Linked DNA regions of Triticum aestivum: region 1 is linked to region 2. Evidence: chromatin contacts called from public HiCAR-type data. All regions are on one chromosome and are shown on one strand. The core of a region is the stretch at or near the end of the contact, and the rest is flanking DNA. Distances in the headings are between cores, read along the strand shown. Region 1 holds the start of LOC123169792 (kinesin-like protein KIN-14L). Region 2 holds the start of LOC123166807 (pentatricopeptide repeat-containing protein At3g29230).

Region 1 (5,157 bases), core at 1,061-3,560, 350 kb after region 2:
TCCGGTATTTGGGAGTTGCATAATTTCATAGTCATAGGAACATGTATAAGTCATGAAGAAAGTAATAGCAATAAACTAAACGATCATAGTGCTAAGCTAGCGGATGGGTCTTGTCAAATGATGTGATCCTGTTCATCAAATGACAACACACGTCTATGGTTAGGAAACTTAACCATCTTTGATTAACGAGCTAGTCAAGTAGAGGCATATTAGGGACACTTTGTTTTGTCTATGTATTCATACATGTATCAAGTTTCCGGTTAATACAATTCTAGCATGAATAATAAACATTTATCATGATATAAGAAAATATAAAATAACAACTTTATTATTGCCTCTAGGACATATTTCCTTCAATGCAAGTCCAACATCCAGTGACTAAAGCAAAGAGAAGACTCTTTAACAAATAATATATGCTAGATGCTACGGTAAGCTTCTTACCAAAATTACTATGATTCATTTGTGAGCAGTTTTAATTGCTTTGTAGGTATTCACACAAATGAATTCGACGCATTTTAGCCAACAAAAATTCAGAAGGTTTGCCGTCATGGAGAGGAAAATTGGATTTTGGACTTTATGTACTTGAAAATCCCAAGGAAGTATGATTTACCTCACTCTTCACATTCTTCCAAACCTACTGCATAGAACAATGGTACGCCTATCTAAATATTGGTTAACCATCGCCTTATAGAATGACGTACTACAATCAATTTAACATTTTTATCATGATATTTTTCTTGATGGTCAAAGTTTGTCTAATAGCACGTGGGGGCATGTGTTCTTTTTTCCACAAAATGGATTAGATCTATTATAGAAGTTCATCGGAAATACAAAGCATCTCAAACATAATAAATACATTGAGATTTTGAGAGCATCGAACAACCGGTACTGCCTCCAGAACGAGCCGCCGCCGCCCCACTGTCGTCGCTCCCTTATCGGAGCCGGCTTGATCTTGTCAATAACAGTCGGGAAGTCTTCGTACACGTGTGCCCCTAAACCTCAACGCCCTGGAGTTGCAGTCTTCGTTGTTGAATCCTTGCATATATCTGAAGCATCTGAGACCAAATCTCCAGAAACACTAACCTCACCGCCTGAAAGAGACGACATGAATCTACGCTGGAGCTCCGTCGACTACGTTCAGACAAACGAACTCGAGGAGGATCAGAGCTCGGAGGACAAATTCTAAGAAGAGCCGCCATCCGCCTGAGCGTCGCACCCGCGAGGACTAAAAAACCCTAACTACAAACTAGAGCGAAGGCACTGAGATTCCCCTTCCCACCACCGGCCGCCAAAGCGGCAGGCAGAGGAAAGGCGAACCCACAGGCTCCGATGAAGCATGTAAAGTTCATATCTTATACTATTTTTATGCATACCTTCTCTAGTTGTTCCGAACCAGAATACATGCCCCCTCGTATTATTAGTCAAACTTTGACCATCAGGAAAAAAAACGAGTTACCTTCAGTAAAATGTATACATTGGAAACATCTTTTGGATACAAATCCAATGGTATAAATTTTAGGGCATAGAGCTCATATTTTTCTAGTTAAGTCGGTGGTCAAAATTTGACTCCAAATAAGATGGGGCATGTATACAGGTCCGGAGTGAACAAACAGTTATACTACCCATTTTTTCATCTAAAGACGAGGAGATGCCTACAATATCTGCTTAGTTAGATTGGTAGTCAAAATTTGATTCAAAATAGGAGGAGGCATGCATTCCATCATTTGATCTTTGTACTAGCGACCACGACTTCTTTTCATAAGAAAAAAAGAAGTAGTGGGATAACACAAAACTGTTCTAGGGCAGTTTTTGAGTAGGTCTTTAACCTGGCAATATTCTAGGGCTGACATACATTTTCATACAAAAATATCCACAACGACATAGCTTTCATTTTGCCATTTCTGTTTTTCTTCATCAATCAAAAAGCTAAAACGATGTCTGAACCAAACAAGAGAGAGCGACCTTTTTTCGTTATCCTTTGAAAATCTGGAAGGCATCATTCCCAGTTTATATTGACTTCCTCCCTCGGCCGCACGGTTTCATTTACTCCACGCAGGTGTTTTTCTCATACCCCAATCAATGCCTCCGTGCGTTTGGTCGCCGCCAAACATAAATCCCATCGCGGGGTACCCCGAGCATTTATCCTCCCACGGTCCCGCAGCGGGGCGGGGCAGGGCCCCGGCGAGCGAATTCAAACCACAGCCGAGCCAAGAGCAAAAACCGATGATGCCAAAAGGCTCTCCCCATCGGGCCGGGCGGGGCGACCCCCGCCCCCGGAACAAGGAGAGGGGAACAAAACAACGCCGCGGAAAATGCGAAAGCGGAAAAACTTCTGGCCCCTGTCCTCCCTCCCTCCGAAGCGATAGATTGAGGAGGAATAGGGGCCGCGTCTCCCCCTCCCCCCTCCACTCCGTCCACCACACCACCACCACCACCGCCTCGTCCGCCTCCCCCCGCCCCCGCGGCCCCCTAAACCACAGCCGCGCTCGATCTAGGGTTTCCGGTCGTCGCGGCGCCAATGGCGGACGCGCGCGGGGGCTGGTCGTGGGACCTCCCCGGCTTCCAGCCGCGGACGCCGGCGGCCGGGACGCCGCTGGCGACGCCCACCGCCATGCCCAGGGCGCCGCCGACGGCCATGGTGTCCCGCTCCTCCGAGGGGGCGCCCCGCGCGTCCGGCGCCATGCCCGTCGCCGACCGCCTCGACCAGCTCGCCGACAGCGTCCAGGTGCTTGCTCCGCTCCGTGCTTGTGGATTGAGTGGTGCGGCCTGTGGTGTCCGGTCCCAGCTCGTTTTTGTCCGGGGGATGGGGCTAATTAATTAGCTGGGTGGGGTCGTTGGAGCGGGGGATGTTGCCGTGTGTTTCGCGCCGCCTCAGCGGATTCCTGCATTTTGGGTTTACGCATCCATCAATGAGCCGGCTGAGGTAGAGGATTGGGACGCGTGCTGATTCCACTGCTTTGATTCAATACTGCCTTTGCTCCATCTGTTGGGGAGTGTCAGCCAAGGTTCTCTGTTGGACCTAGAGCTTGAACTTGCAGTTTAGTTGCATATACGGTTTATAATTTTGAAATTTATTTGATTGAGGAACCAAGTCTGGCTATGCTCAGCTATTAATAATGCGTTGAGTTGAGGAGGCTATAGGTATATGCGGGGCAATGTGTTTCTGTTACTGGTGTTAGTTCAACATGAGATAGTACCATGGTGGGACGACAGGCTCCAACATTGTATTCATTTAGTTTATTCGAGGACAAGAATGGCTGTTATGATTTTCATCAATTTAGAGGAACTGAAATTACTCAACTGGAACCACATTGGGAGGCGATGCCGTTACCTGTTCACTAGGAATGAGGAGTGCAAACAAACTTGAGCAGGATAATACTGTCGGCGCTTTCAATGTTATTCATAATTTTGCCTTCACACGAAAAATTCCAGGAAACTATTCTTGCTAATTGATGCAAATACCAGAGTTATGATGATTGTGTCAAATCAACATGATTTGATGTGCATGATATTACGTGTTCACTTCATGTTTTTCTCTTGTTCCTGCTTGTGTTGGTATTTGATCATTTCTTAAAACTCACTTTTATAAATTACACTTGTAGCTTGCTAGAGAGGACTGCTTGGAACTTAGGCAAGAAGCTAGTGACCTTCTTGAGTATTCTAATGCAAAATTGGGCCGTGTCACTCGCTATCTTGGGTTTCTTGCAGATAGAACTCGGAAACTAGGTAAGTTCAATATCTCTTCATGGTGTTCAGTTAAGTATTAACCTCGTTTCCCCTGTGTTAATGAGGGGGTCCTGTTTAATCATTTATAAACATCTAGTTGTTTATATTTTCCTTGTCCTTTAGGCTTGTTAATGTTAATTATGATAGTGGTTTTGCTGGGCTGGTTGGTACTGTGTTTTGAAGGCTCCTGGAATAAGCTATATGCTTCCAGTGAAATTTCTCTCATTGGTACATAGCGAGCATAATATGGCTGCCGGTGTCTGTAATATAATGATTCCCTGTTTATAAATTACGGGGTGGGTTATGTGCAACTCTTATATTCATGTACTCACGCTCTGTTTTGAAAGAGCTGGGACGTATTGCAGTTACAGTGAATAGCACATATAAGTCCCTTAAGTAGTTAAGTACATTCTATAATCTTGTGACCACAAACAGTAACTGTATGAAGCCACTGGTAATAAAATTATCCCCTGAGCATTAAAACGACATAACAAACCGACTTTGGATGTTGTTTGATCATATCATGTTCTAAGGACACTTTTTCCCCCCAATCACACACTGTACATAGTCAGAAGAGATAGAGAATCATGCTTTTCATGCGTTGCAACTTGCTCTGTTTTGTTACTCATCTATTTGTAATATAATTTCCATTGTTACCTGAGATTATATCTTTTGCTGCTGTAGATCAAGCTGCACTTGAAACTGAAACTAGAATCACTCCTTTGATTCATGAGAAGAAAAGACTTTTCAATGACTTATTGACCTTGAAAGGTACTCTACTATGTTCTATACTGCCTGACTTACACACACGACTCATCTTTGTGTGTGGAGTCTTTTTAGCGTCAGTCATAATTATGAACATCTTTCAGGCAATGTCAAAGTATTCTGCCGTAGCAGACCATTATTCGAAGATGAGGGTCCATCAGCGGTTGAGTTTCCAGATGATTTTACTATCCGTGTAAACACTGGAGATGAGTCTCTTACAAACCCTAAGAAGGATTATGAGTTTGACAGGGTATATGGTCCCCACATTGGGCAAGGTAAGATTGATGATGGGCCATGCAGGATGCAATTAATAAGTGCTAGACTGCGCGACAATATATTTTTGTAATATCTACAACTCTTACACTGATTCTGTCCTTCAAATGATTTCAAGGTGAACTTTTCCACGATGTTCAACCGTTTGTGCAGTCTGCCTTGGATGGGTACAATATCTCCATATTTGCGTATGGTCAAAGCCGCTCTGGAAAGACACATACACTGGTTTTCATCTACTCTGATGTGTTTATAATTGTTTTTCATGAAATTACACATTCTAAGTTACAGAATGTTTAGGTTGCATTGATGCCATTCTTGCTCCCTCTGAATTGTTTGCAAGAAATATACTATAAAAATAATAACATGTTGGTATTGGCAAATATCTTCATTATG
Region 2 (5,225 bases), core at 1,172-3,671:
GAAGTCGGAGTCGTTTGCTCAAGGTTTAGGGATGGTAATGATGCCTCTAGAAGAAGAGTGATGACGATGACGCCTGCGTGCTGTCTCGGCGATGCCCTCATTGGAGTGGTGTGCGTGGGTCTCTTGTGTGTGTGCCGCTCAGCGGTTGTGATGGTTTTTGCCCGGTTTTCTATAATCAACTGGGCAATCTGGTTTTTGCTCGATTTTCCCTAATTAACTGAGCAACTCTTTTCTTCTTAATGAATGCAGAAACTCTGCCATTTCGAAAAAAATATTTGATCCTTTCGATCTACGACTCTCTTCATTGTCGATGGCTACTCTATGCGTTGTTCCTTTGGAGCTGTCTACTATAACAAGATTCGCCGAACTTTGATGAGGGAGGTGCGATGACGATGACGTTTCGGCTTGCTCTATTGCTTGTAGTCGTCGTTAGGTGGTCTATAGACCTTGTTGAAATTTGTGCAACCTCTAATTTTCTCTGTAGTATCATGATTATATGAATAGATTGAAAATGTCTTTTGCAAAAAGTTGTATAAACAAAAGGTCACTTAAAAATTCTTACAGTTTCTCCTTGCTTACCTGCAGTAATTTTTTCCAATCAGCACGTGCAATTTGTTTTACCATTTTTGCATATAGAACCAAAACTGTCACTTTTGCCCCAGGCGTCGATAGGAAGAAGACACGGGAAGGTTCCTCACCTTCGCATCCGTTGAGTGCCATCGCACATGCTTACATCGCGCCAACGTCACTGCAAACGTGGGGGCTCACTGTCACCGCTGTCGTTGTGTGGCGCAGTGTGTGTGCACGTGTGTGTCCTGCTTGCAGAAACCGTACGAGTCGGTGCCTCGAACTAGCGTACATGCGGATCGTAGCTAGTCCGGCCAGGCTCCTTGCCGCTCGCCGCGGCCACGGTCACCAGCCCGCTCCGGTGCCTCTCGACGTGATCCCACCTCTGCAGCGACGCGTACAGGTTGGACAGCCCGTACGCGGCGCCGTCGCGGCCGTCCAGCTCCGCGATCCGCCTCGCCGCCCACTCGCTCGCCGTCACGCCGTCCCCCGAGCTGCGCGCATGGAGCAGCAGGCACCCCAGGACCTTGGCGTTGGGCCGGACGGGCATCGTCCGCACGAGCCGCACGGCCTCGCCGAGCAGCCCCGCGCGGCACAGCAGGTCCACCATGCAGCCGTAGTGCTCCGCCCCGGGAGCCACCCCGTGGGCCGGCAGCATCTCCGCGAAGAGCTCACGGCCCTCGCGCACCAGACCGGAGTGGCTGCACGCCGACAGGAGCGCCACGAACGTCACCGAGTCCGGCCTGACCTCGTTGTTCTTATTGCTCGTCTCCACCATGTCGCGGAACGCCCTGACGGCATCCTCGCCGCGGCCGTTCCTGCCTAGCCCCGCGATCACCGTGTTCCAGCAGAAGAGGTTGGGCGCGCCGGACGGCATGGCGCTGAAGACCTCGAGCGCGCGGTCCACGCTCCCGCACTTGAAGTACATGTCCATGAGGGCGTTGCTCAGCACCGCGTCGGTGCTTGTCCCCAGCAGCTGCCGGGTGGAGAGATGGACCGCCCGGCCAAAGCCGAAGTCCCCCACCTGCGTGCAAGCAGTCACCACGGTGGCAATGGTGACCGCGGTGGGCCTCGGCGCCTGCCCCTCATCCTGCGTCAGCCGGCGGAACATCGCGATGGCCGCGGCGGGGTCTCCCCGGCGCAGATACCCGGCCATCATCGTGTTATACGTGACGACGTCCCGCAGCGAGGAGCCCATACGGTCGAACAGCTCCCGGGCGGCGTCCATCCGCCCGGCCTTGCAGTACCCGTCGACCATCGCGTTCCACGAGACGGCGCTGCTCGTCGCCGCGCGCAGGCTCGCCTCGAAGACGGCCCTGGCGGAGGCGAGGTCGCCGACCCTGCAGTAGCACGTGAGCAGGGTGTTCCACGACGCGGGGGTCCTGTCCGGCCCCGGCATTCGGTCGAACAGCCTCCGCGCGTCGGCCGCCCTCCCCGAGGCGCCGAGCGCGGCCAGCATGGCGTTGAAGGCGACCGCGTCCCTGCGCGGCATTTCGTCGAACAGCCGCTGGGCGGGAGCCAGGAGGCCGCGCCTGCCGTAGCGGACGAGCAAGGCGGTCGCAAGCACGACGTCGGAGGCGAGTCCCAGCTTGCAGACGAGGCAGTGGAGGGCCTGCTCTTCCCGGCGGCCGCGGCATCCCGTGACCGCGCGCAGGATGGCGGCGCGGCCGCGCGGAAGCGTCCTCGGCTGCATCTGCCGTATCTTCTCTCCCAGGAAACTGAATTTCCATTAGCCGCCCTCTGAATTCACAGTGAACTTGAGCGCAAGTCAGAATTCTCAGGTTCTTGTTTCACAGGAAAAAGAGAGAGAGAGAGAGAGAGAATAATTCTCAGGTTGACACTCAAGCACTTGGCAGGCCGCTTCGGTTTGTGCAACAAGTTTTGTCAAATTTGGCATTGTGAAAAATTACGCAGCTAAATGCTTTCGTGACTTTGCACTGATCCATTGCAATCATCAAAGACATTCTGAATTCAACCCTGTTGCGCTTAGATTCGAAAAAAACACAAACACTTTCTATTTGTTGGCTGAAACAATTGACTACGAAAATGCAAGCAAATTACAGTTGCACCTATTTTCCTATTCGTAGGGTGGCTTGCATCCCCTCTCATCATACGATAGGATGGTGGAGCGTGGAGGTATAGATGAAACCTTTGTCCCGATGGGGTTAGTGTCGGTGACGTTGGTGTTTTTTGGCGTTATTTACTTCCCACGTTGTTTTTCCCTTTATCTCGGGTCTCTTTGGCACTCAATCATTGGCGTGTGCTTGGTGGTAGAGTCTAGCTTCGTTTAGGGATTGTTTGTGTTCGTCACTTGAATTTTTGCATGGTTACCCTCTAACCAGGGCAAAATGTTGTGTGGTTTCGGCTTAATTTTTCTTACAAACCAGTCAAACTCTCTTCTCCTTAACGAAATGACAGGAGCACCTCGCCCTCTGACAATGTCTCACTGAAAATGTAGGGATGGCTTCCATCTGTCAGGCGGTGACCACTTAGGGTCGATCTGGGGTCGACGAAATGTCTTGCAACGTGGTTATTTAATACTCCCTCCGTCCCATAATATAAGAGCATTTTTGACACTAATGTAGTGTTAAAAACGCTCTTATATTAGTGTCAAAAACGCTCTTATATTATGTGGGGGGGGGGGGGGGGGGCGAACATAAAGCTCAAAGCTCGGTGAGCTTAACGAGCGCTCGTTTGATTGTCACGTGCTCATTTTGTCAACGAACTGAGGCAATCTCGTTAACTTGTTAATATTCTTAGTAACTCGTGACTAGTCCATGTAATCACAATTAGGTAGCCCACTCCCCACTTTAGATATCTTATGTCGCATTGCTTGTTCTCTGACTACATGACACTAGTCTTTTATCATTTCATCTCGTAGTCGAACGGAGGCGAAGGCATCAAGCGAGTTGTGGTCGGCAAACTTGATATTTGATACAATGACACCTATGGTTGAACCTTTAACAAGTGCTCATGAGTGTTCGCGAGCGTGTAGCAAAATCGAGTCGATCTTGGATATTAGCTCGTCGAGGATAACAAGCTTAACGAACCAAAGCCTTAGCGACCATGAGCTTTAACGAGCCGAGCAGGCTCACATTTTAGCATAAAATGCACCTTTGCCTTTTTTTTGGCAAGTAATGCACCTCTGCCCTTGCAGGCTCACGTGGCTTCATGTTGCTGGATACAAACCCATTTTATCCAACTTGAGTTGGTTTATTGCTCGAGTTGTATGGTATTCCGGTGAATTAATTTATTGGGGAAAGTGAGCTAGGTAATGCATTTGCAGGGTAAACATGCTTATCATACCGAGCCAAAAATATAAATGGTTATCCAATAGCATATGATATGTTAATTGGTATTTTCATCCAACGACGATCAGATCAATTTTATACCGTAGTTTATGATTAGATGAAATAGGCAAGTATTCCTATCCAACTTATTTGTAAGTTCTTTATTATGAACTTGGAAAAAATGGGTGTCCCTTTGGTTTGTTACTGTAAGTGCATCTAGTGCCACCCCTAGTTGGTTTTGAGTATTGACGATAAACTTGGTTAAGGGACTAATGTGTTTGTGAGAATTGCAGGATAACACAGGTAGTAGTCCCTTATTGATTGGGTTTACCTACCAGAGATGATCTCTAAAAATGTGTGAAGACATTGAAGACAATGGTGGTTTGTGAAGATATTCACAATGAAGATTATGACATGAGAAGACATTCATGTGAAGACTATGGAGTGCGAAGACATAGTTGTTTCGTAGTTTTCTTTTCTTCTTTGTTGATCATAGGAACCACCGTACTGTTAAGTGGGGTCCAAGTGAACAAAGTCAGAGTGACTAAAGTGATGCTCAACCAAAATCCTATGTCTTCGAGCGAAGACAACGAGAGCAAATCTTGTCCAGAGCTGGATGAGTCAGCTTTACTTGTAGCCCAAGTCAAGTTGCCGCGTATGGTTGAAATCCGACCGTTGGACACGTGTCGGTTCCTTAGTGACCTAGGGTCATTTCGGACAAATCAGGTCGGGTTGCCTCCTGGCTATAAATAGCTCACCCCCTACAACATAAATTGGTGGCTGCTCAGACTTAGTGCACGACTTTTGTCGTTTGAGAGCAACCCACCTCCGAAGCATTTGAGAGAGAGATCTTTGCGAGGACAAAGCCCAAAACACCCAGAGCCAAAGAGTGTTAGGCATCACTGAAGTCTTTCTGTCTGCGTGATCTGAAGACTTGTTATACTTGAGGACTGTGTATCCTCCAGCCGGTTAGGCGTCACGTTCTAAGCATCCAAGCACTACAAAAAAAGACACATCCGTGATATTTTGGGCCGAACGAATTTTTTTTCTGTCATGCTTATGACACTTTTATGACGATAATTGTGACAAAACCCGGTATCATCACAGATGTGGTGGGCTCCTACTTCTATGACAAAAAATCATGACAGAAAATGGACTTTTCGTCCTGGACGGGCCGGAGACGCAGCTGCATGACATTCTTTGGGCCGTCCATGACGGAAAAAACTATGGTAGAAGCGAGGGCACGAAAAATATCAGGGAGTTCCCGGTTACGGTGGGTGGTCGGGAGCTGAGCGATGCGCGTTTCTCTCGTACACGTACGCGCGTGGGTGCGAGGCGTTGCGCTCTAACTGAACCCGAGCGAGGCGT

What was found. HiCAR-type assays count read pairs that join an accessible place to other places.
Region 1: a contact with region 2 is called in a HiCAR-type map of leaf, with 6 times the contacts expected there. The contact joins the promoter of LOC123169792 here to the promoter of LOC123166807 in region 2. A contact is called at or near these places in 3 of 5 Hi-C or Micro-C datasets (all in leaf) and 1 of 1 datasets of contacts at active chromatin or transcription factors (leaf).

Annotation. Positions count from the first base shown.
Region 1 is chr7D:130,122,145-130,127,301 of IWGSC CS RefSeq v2.1, forward strand. LOC123169792 (kinesin-like protein KIN-14L) reads left to right here and starts at 2,311. Exons shown (of 23, transcript XM_044587667.1): 1 at 2,311-2,725; 2 at 3,603-3,726; 3 at 4,411-4,497; 4 at 4,596-4,766; 5 at 4,883-4,989. The coding sequence starts at 2,519.
Region 2 is chr7D:129,767,180-129,772,404 of IWGSC CS RefSeq v2.1, forward strand. LOC123166807 (pentatricopeptide repeat-containing protein At3g29230) reads right to left here and starts at 2,422. Exons shown (of 1, transcript XM_044584607.1): 1 at 515-2,422. The coding sequence starts at 2,260. The coding sequence ends at 851.